Regions from separate parts of the Zea mays genome. Here region 2 is linked to region 1. A link is a contact called in public Hi-C data. All regions are on one chromosome and are shown on one strand. The core of a region is the stretch at or near the end of the contact, and the rest is flanking DNA. Distances in the headings are between cores, read along the strand shown. Region 1 holds the start of LOC100274571 (Auxin response factor 10). Region 2 holds the start of LOC100276232 (Heavy metal transport/detoxification superfamily protein).

Evidence for each region. Hi-C and Micro-C count contacts between places; a contact is called where the count stands out from the background.
Region 2: a contact with region 1 is called in a Hi-C map of endosperm, with 2.3 times the contacts expected there. The contact joins the promoter of LOC100276232 here to the promoter of LOC100274571 in region 1. A contact is called at or near these places in 6 of 25 Hi-C or Micro-C datasets (ear, endosperm, leaf and 3 more).

The regions. Positions count from the first base shown.
Region 1 is chr3:158,786,274-158,790,592 of Zm-B73-REFERENCE-NAM-5.0, forward strand. It overlaps LOC100274571 (Auxin response factor 10), which reads right to left and starts at 2,302. Exons shown (of 14, transcript NM_001320127.1): 1 at 2,110-2,302; 2 at 1,884-1,990; 3 at 1,691-1,786; 4 at 1,494-1,550; 5 at 1,225-1,383; 6 at 1,006-1,090; 7 at 694-784; 8 at 450-614; 9 at 233-352; 10 at 25-97. The coding sequence starts at 2,161.
Region 2 is chr3:159,094,528-159,098,545 of Zm-B73-REFERENCE-NAM-5.0, forward strand. LOC100276232 (Heavy metal transport/detoxification superfamily protein) reads left to right here and starts at 1,699. Exons shown (of 3, transcript NM_001150070.2): 1 at 1,699-1,915. The coding sequence starts at 1,751.

The sequences.
Region 1 (4,319 bases), core at 1,052-3,551:
AATAAACTTTGAACAAGCAGTTACCTTCAAGTATCTCCAACTGGAATCAGGCCATAGTGGGTCAAGATTTTCACAACCAACTATTGTACCAGTAAACCTACAAGACAAGATAATAACACACCACGAATTATCACTCAAGGGTAACTACAAATAACGAGCAGCTACAATGAGGGGATCAGGGGACCAGGTGACATGAAGCCACAAACTACAGAAGGCCAAATAAGGGAGTTACCTCTGCTCTGGCGCCTCTTCTCCTTCAAACCTCATCCTGAATCTCATGCCAATAGAATAATTATTTTTTACCGACTCCATATATTGATCGTACGGTATGATGAACTCTGAAGGGCTCGTCCTAACATTGACATTTAGAGGTCAGCAAGATAATCAAGGTAAGTCAGTATGTAAAGTCTCAGAAATGCAATCAGTTTGCTGCAGACATGTCAACGTACCTAGGCTTGTAGTAGACAGTGAACATGGACTTCGTGTTAATGGCGTGCCATGCAGTCGCAAGGACTCCGAGGTGCATGCTTTGGCTAGATATGACTGAAGAAGGTACATTAGACAATTGCCTCATTGCCCGCCTAACACCAACTCGAAGTTCACCATTTTCTCCTCTGCACAGGGCCCAACAGAAACTTAGCACCAAAACGGCGAATTGCTATCAGTGCTGGGTAGGCAGGACACAAAGCAAACCTGAGGAAAATGAAGGCATCACCAGCAACAAGCCTTTTAGAACTAACAAAAACACTCCAACCACTCTGAAGGAGATGCCTCCTTGGCTGCCCTGAAGATGGATTTTTTGGGCACGGTTAGTGATCAACAACATCAGGCACAAAAAACGAGCTTTTCAGTCGATAAATGCAACGAATCACGGCGAAACTGATAGATAAACTAAACTACAAATAGTGAATAAATCGACAATCGGAAGTAGCGGTGAAGCAAATCAATCAATCCTGTAGCATACAAGGCAGGCGCGAACCATGGCAAATGAGGAGCCCAAATTACCTCTAAAGATGTGGCGGAAGCGCCACTCCATGCCATGCAGATCCTTCGCCACCAGCTCCTGTGTGGGAGGCGACTGGGTCATATCCTGCCGACGGAAAAACAAGAAGGTCAGCTCACCAGACGACACAAAGCTTAAGCAGTACCACGCGCATCTCTAGTTCTATACTTCTATTAATAGCAGAGGAACAGAATCCACAGGGGGGTGTTGAGCGCACACACCAGGGGAGGGAGGCACTCGTCAGCGTGTCGGCGCAGCACAGAGAAGCCACCGTGTGTGCTGGTGTCCGAGGCGGTGAGCGTCTTGCAGAAGGACCTGACTGCTGGCCTCGGCGACGCAGCAGGTGCAGAACTCGGCTTCTCAGCCGGCACATCGGTTTGCTGCACGAACGAGCAAGCAGAGCGAGAGCAAGTGAGAACCTCCTAGTTCCGAGGGAAAATTCCGGAATTACGTGCCGAGCATAGATAGTCCGAGCTGGGAGGGAGGCTACCTCGGGCTCCGGCATGAGCATGATCTGCGCGTAGACCTCGTCGGTGTCCGTCTCCGCCTGCCCAAACCCGCAGAACGCGTAAGCACAGGACCTGGAATCGCTCAGGAGGGGAAACGGGCGCGCTAGGTGCGGAATTGGGGGCGAAAAAACCGGGGGAAGGTAAAAACAAAAAAAAGACGGCGGGAAGTGGAAGGAACCTTGAGCTCGACGTTGAGCACGCGGCAGAGCAGCTTGGGGGGCAGATCGTAGAGGCGCATCTGGTTCCCGGCGACCTGGTTCATGGACGCCTCCACCTGCGAGCCCCCGAGCACTCCAAATCAGCGTCCGGAGCAGGGCAGGGGGGGCGAGGGACAAGCTAAGCTCCAGCGGAGGAGAAGGGAGGAGGAGTACCTGCTCGATGTGCCCCTGGGGGAAGTAGAAGACGAGGTCGCCGACGCGGGGGACGGTGACGAGCGGGCCGGCGCAGGCGCGCCAGAGCTCCGGGTACAGCGGATCCCCTGCCAGGAACAGAGCAAGGCACCATCAGCACGAGGCCCCGCCTCGGAGAGGAGACGGCGGACGCCAAGAGGTAGAGAGATAAGGCCGCCGGAGCTGACCGGATCTGGCGCGCGCGTACCTGAGTTAGACGGGGGCTGGGACGGCGGCGCCATGGCTGTTGCGGGCGGCATCTGACTCGGATCAGGCGGCGGCGGGAAACCCTAGACGGAGGAGGAAGGGGGTTGGGAGGGAGCGAAGGCGGGCGGAAAGGGGGAGGAGGCAGCGGCAGTAGCAGTCGGGAGGGGGGAGAAATGTTTTTGCGTGTGTCTGTGTGTGCGGCGAGGAAGGAGAGGAGGGTAGACGAGAGGGGAGATTCGGTGTGGTCTCTTTGTAGGGAGTAGACAGCGTGACGCAGCGGTGGCGTCCGGACAGAAAGAAAGCCGGTGGTGACACGGCCGCGTTGGCTTGGACCACCGGTTCGCGCGGTCCGGTCCAGTATGGTCCGGTCCGGTCCGGTCCGATGCGCGGGCTGGGAAAGGCGTGTGGGCCCGGGCCGGTGCTTGCGTGTGTGCGGCTGGCTGGCTGCCTGCTGCCTGTCTGGTCTGACCGGCCTGCAGCGGCAGCAAAAGCGAGACGGGGTGTGGTGCGGTGCAGTGCAGCAGCAGCCAGCAGTAGTGCAGTGGCGACTGGCGAGCGCTGCCGCGCACCGCACCAGAGTACCAGACGGACGATGGCCTCCCACGCCGCAGCAGTGCTCTTCTGTTCCGCCTGTGTAGGCCTGTTTGGCAAGGTTTCCGTGAGGTGACGGAGGGGATTACCGCGCCGCTAGAGCGGTCCGACCGACACTTCGCTCTTCCTCAGATTTCCAGTCCACGGAATGACGCTGACGTGGATGGGGAATCAACGAGGAAACCTTGCTCATTCTAGAATATTTAAGGATCATTTATTTAATATTCTACAAATTTTAAGGCTCGTGTTTAAGCTAGGAGTTATGTATGATGAGTAATTGGGTGAATTATAGGTGCTACTTATGGTTTGGTAAGTTACTAGTAACAACCATTTTGATGGTGAGAGTTAGGGAGTGTTATAATCCCAAACAAACCCTCCTTACTTGTAACTGTCATTCTTATGACCATGATGGTTGTCATTAAGCTATTTGACAGCACCTCTTCCCCTACTCTCTTGCATCTATATAAGTGCACACAATCCTTCAAATGCGTATGTGGAAAATACACTCTTATTATTTTCATTCTATTTTCACGGTTGAGCTGCCACTGAAGTTTTTCCCCCTCCCAAATCTATTGCGCACGGAGAGTTGGGAGAGCTAGCATCCGAAGTTTCGAACCCACCATCCGTCGAGGCATTTGTTCGGTGCACAGGCGATCAGGTTTCTGGAGAGCGTCGTCATGACTGCTCGTTGGTGGTATTCATCTTCTTTCACTATAACCAGGGGTGAGAACGGTCGGATACTAGGTTATCCCATATCCTACCATGATATAATTATGTCAGATACATGATCAGATACTGATAGTTAAAATTCGGGACGGATACAAAACGGAATCGAATAATAATTAGGGCGAGTAAGAAATAGATATTGGATATTATTAAAAAAGATAACGGATATTTGTCGAATAGTTCGTCCTAATGATATTAGTTGCCCAACCATCCAACAAACGAACAAAAAAAGGAATACATAATCATGTACTAGCTAGTAGCTCGTGCTTTTACTATGGTTTTTTATATCATATAAATATAAATAGGTATTGAGATATTTATTCAAATATAATTATTGTTTATTTGTAAACATCAAAGTACGTATAGTCTCATGGTTAGCTTTAATTTTTCTAGAGTAGAGTGTGTGTTCAAATGCTCGCTTTGGTGTGACCTTGAATGCTGATGTCATCATCTTGCTGGTAGGGGTATCGGTTGGTTTTTAGCTTCGAGATATACCTATTGGCCTTAGAGCAACTCCAATAGTTATATATAATTATACTACCTGTTGGGGGCCTTCGGATTTCGAAGGTCCTCGAAAACAGGATTTAACAGTGTTTCTGGAGTATAATGTGTGAACAGGTATCTTCGGACTCGAATCGGTACCATTGCGGGAGAAGCTCGAAGAATACGAAGGTTGATACAGCACCGAAGAAGTAAGCAGGAAAGCTTCGGCGTGTCTGCAGAAAAGGAAACCGACTTAAAGATGAAAAGGCTATTTAAACCTCGGTGGATTACTATAGAACTACTACCAAATGTAAAGGACATGGATGTAATTTTATATGGGTTGTGTCCCGTGCCTATAAATAGGTGAACAGTACCCCCGTACTGTTCACGCTGACTGGGCATTTGCTTTTT
Region 2 (4,018 bases), core at 449-2,948, 310 kb after region 1:
CCCAAGTGGATCTAAGAAACTTAAGAACGATTCTTTGTTTGAGCAAGAGACTTGAAACATTCTGTGGTATCCACAAGCAACAATGAGCTTATTTCCAACACCAGATGTCAACGTCACACCTAAATTATGCTGAGAATCGCATATCATCACTTTGTAAACTACACGTTGCTAGTGATGCTCGAAGTGGATGTTATTGACCTTGCTGATGTTGGAACATGAAAAATGCAATCTTGGCGAGTAGCGTGCGTATAAAGAGTAGTTGGTGGGCAGAGTCATGTCATGTCCCCTTTTTTTTACATGGAATTTGCAGCATATTCTGAATTTTCCTTTTGGTACTCTATGCCTTCAGCTATTTATGGTGATTTGCTGTGTATGTTTTTAACAATCTAGATGCTAACAATTTTCAAAGTTTTTAGGTAGCGTACTGTCGGTGTGCCCTTAAAAATGGGCGCAAGTACAAAAGACAACGATAGCTGCTTATCCAATCAGGGTGTATCTCTGTCTAGTGTATAGCGTCAGTCAGGGTTCAGTCTTTTGACATCCTTGTTTTTTGGAGATTCTAGGCCATTTGGTTTTCAGTTTCCTTCCATGTTTCCAGAATAAAATTTTCCGCTGGATTGCATTGAGCCATTAAGATGGATTTTCAGTGGTTTCTGTATATGTCTAAATCCCCCCCTTTGTCATATCTTCTCTCCATCGTACTTTCAGTATTGGTTAACACTGAATGCATGCCAGCTATGATCTTGGGATTTTGCTTTTTTTAATTCTGGTCTTCTCGGGTTTGGGAGATTGATGGTTCTTCTTTGCCTACCGTTTAAAGAACAGTATCACGGTGTCTCTTATCCTGGCCTTTTTGTTGTAAGTTTGAAGGATGGAGCATTATAGTGTATATGGCCAACCATTCCATGCTAACAGAGAATAGTTAAAGACACTAGATAAAATATGTAGCAAAAACTACATACTATATAGGTGTGCCTAAAGAGCAATTCGTTATTCTCAGTATCAACTCTACCTAGTACATTTTAAAATCATCACGCTATAAGGTGCCAAGAACTGGAACCTTCTCTTTTTTTTCCCCCCGTGTGTGAAATATGCATAGCTGCAGGAGGATTTCCTTGCAGAAACTTCAAAAGTTCCGAAAATGTGGATTCTGGAGAGGTCCTGACTGTGTGTTTTGTTGTTCCAATGTCACATTCCACCGTCCATGACGACCATTTTAGACTTCGGAAACCTTTCTCTCTCTCTCTCTCTTTTACTTTTCGCACTGCAAGTAACCTCCCCTGATGTGGTGATTTCTTAATCTGTTACTGTAACAGTGAAAACAAAGAAGGGGGAGGAATCCAATACATGGTGGGCCCCTCCTTCATTTGTAAAATGGCACTAGCCTCCAAGACAAGTGACATCATACATACATGTAAATCCTAGTCATCCAATGAAACTATGGAAGTGAATGACCATGCCACACTGTGCCTGGGCTGGGTGGGTCTTTGGAAAGGAGATCCCTCAGCAAATAAGCCTGATTGCTGGAGTTCACCTTCCTACACCTAACCTCATTCACAAGTGCCTAAAATATATCAGACCTCTCAAAGCGTGGTCTCAACAAGTAACTGTTGTGACATGGGATCCTCTCTCTCTCTCTCTCTCCATGTCTAGAATAGCTAGTATAAAAAGGAGAAGCCTTGGGTGCTGTCGCCGGACAGGAAAGGGAGGGGGAGCTCAAGCATCAAGAAGAGCCCACGCGCACGCCGCCATGGACATGGAGCTGGAGCACGGAGGGAATGAAGACGACAGGGGGAGTGAGTCCTCCTCCTCCTCCTCCAAGCGGAGCTTCGGCGCCTCGTCGGACGCAACCGTCAGCAGCACGCCAAGCAAGCTACAGGCTCTGAGGTTTGCGGAAGATCTCTCCCTCCCATCGGTACGCGCTCTCCCTTTCTTCCTCATCATTGCCAGCAAGCTGATCAGCGCCAAGAAATGAGAACTCCGCAATGGCTTGCATGTCGTTGGGTTCTTGAAACCCAGCTGCGACTATCAATCACTCTGCTAGCGACTCTGTCTTTCTGCCGGAGCAGGACTCTGTGCTCTCTCCTTCCTGCCTCGTTGAGGATATGATGCTAGCCTTTGCTGTTCAGGCTTCAGTGGTAGTGTCGTAGCACAGTAAAGTCACTCCATCCTTCACCGCATTTCGACAGACAGTCTCCATCTCCACACGTTCAGTGTCCGTTGTTCCACTGCACACATCGAGGGAGAAGAGGAAGAGAGAGATGCTGGAGCCTGGCTGCTGGTTTGATCTCCTTGGATTCTCAAAAGGGACCCGGTCGCTTTTTGCCCTCCCAGTCCGGCTTTTAGCGTAAAGGTGAGAAGTCCAGCCCCTGTTACTGTTAGTGGCTTAGTGCCAATCCGCCAAACAACTCCAGTGCAGGGAGCAAGTTTGCTTCCCTGTCTGTCTGTCTGTCTCTCTTTCTTTCTACTGTAGTATCTTTTAACTTGCTCTGATGATCCTGGAGATGAGAATCTGTGAGCTACACATTATTGTTCTTGTCCACATGCAAATCAATGGCAGTAACTTGTTGGCAAGACCAAGAGACTGAATCTGCTGGTAGCAGACACCGGGCACGCATGCAGCGCCTGTAGCCTGTTTCTTGCGCCGCTCTATGCAATGCAATGCAATGCTATGCTATTGCAGCCACTTGTTTGTTGCGCCGTTCTCGGCCACAGCTGATGAGCTGTTATTAGCTGTTGGCTGTTGCCGGGAGAGAGCTCGAGCTGCTTGTCTGGCGGCCAGGAGCCCATAACGAAGGTGAAAGTGAAACCGTCTGTCTTTGACCGGTGAGCATGCCAGGCAGTAGACGAATAGGCTAAGGCACGAGCAGGTTCACTGTACAGGCAGCCGCCATGCCTGATGAATGCTCCTCGTTTATAACCCCCTCACCAACTACGCTTGCACACGCTTCCTTTGACCTGATAATAATAAATTAATTAAGCGCACACGCTTCTCCTTCTCATCCCAACATCATATGATATACTGGCGGGCGTTCCTGCCTGCATGTGCAGTGTGTGTTTTTGACCATTATATTTGACTCAGTCATTTACAGTATTTCACCATCATCAGTTAGCTAGCTGCTATGACCGAACATTATATTTCTTAATCTCTAGAATTCCTCCTGCACGAGTTTAATCTGTATGGGAATGGGACTAGATCTCCGGAGGAGTCTTTGCATTGGCCTGTTGCCTGATCAGAGAAGATCGCAACGGTAAGATGCCATGCGATGCGACTAGTATTCATCTACTATATATAATATAATGCAAGTGGCTTGCGTAGCTGATAGATTAGCACGCACGGCATATGCTGCTATATACTACTACCTCCGTTATCGTTCTTGTTCCTTGTTCGTTAGTTTATTTTTAAACTAAAACGTGACAAATAAAAAAGAACGAATGGAGTATATATAATACCGCTAGCTGCCTAGCTGGTGGCTGCCTGTGGCTGTGTAGGATTAGATTATTAGAACAATCTGCATTAGGGTTCAAGAGTGGCAGCAGCTAGCCATGTGACTTTTGGAGAGGAACATATGCATCTCTTCCCTCCTAGCTTCCCTGTGCTACGTACGAATATATTCCCCTCAACTATATACAATGAACTCTAGCCGTACGTACGTCCTGATCGATCAGTGGAAGGTGGGATTAATATACTCTTTACTTTTTACTCTATTTATCTGTCTATAAAGATTAAACTCTATATATAACATTTCATTCGAACAGACTCTTAAACATGTAAGTTAGTTTAACTGGCGAGAGTTGCTAGCCAAATTTAGCTAGTGAGAGGGTCAATTTAAAGAGCCGGATAGCTTGGCAAGTTAAACGGATAGTCTGTTGAAGAGCTATTTTGCTATTAAATAGCTAAAATTTAACTTGACAAGCCATTTATCCAGTCTCTTGGAGATGCTCTTAATTAACTAGCTTTTTATTAATTACGTATAGGCTAGTTTTGTTTTGTTTTGTTTTTTTAGAAAACGGAACG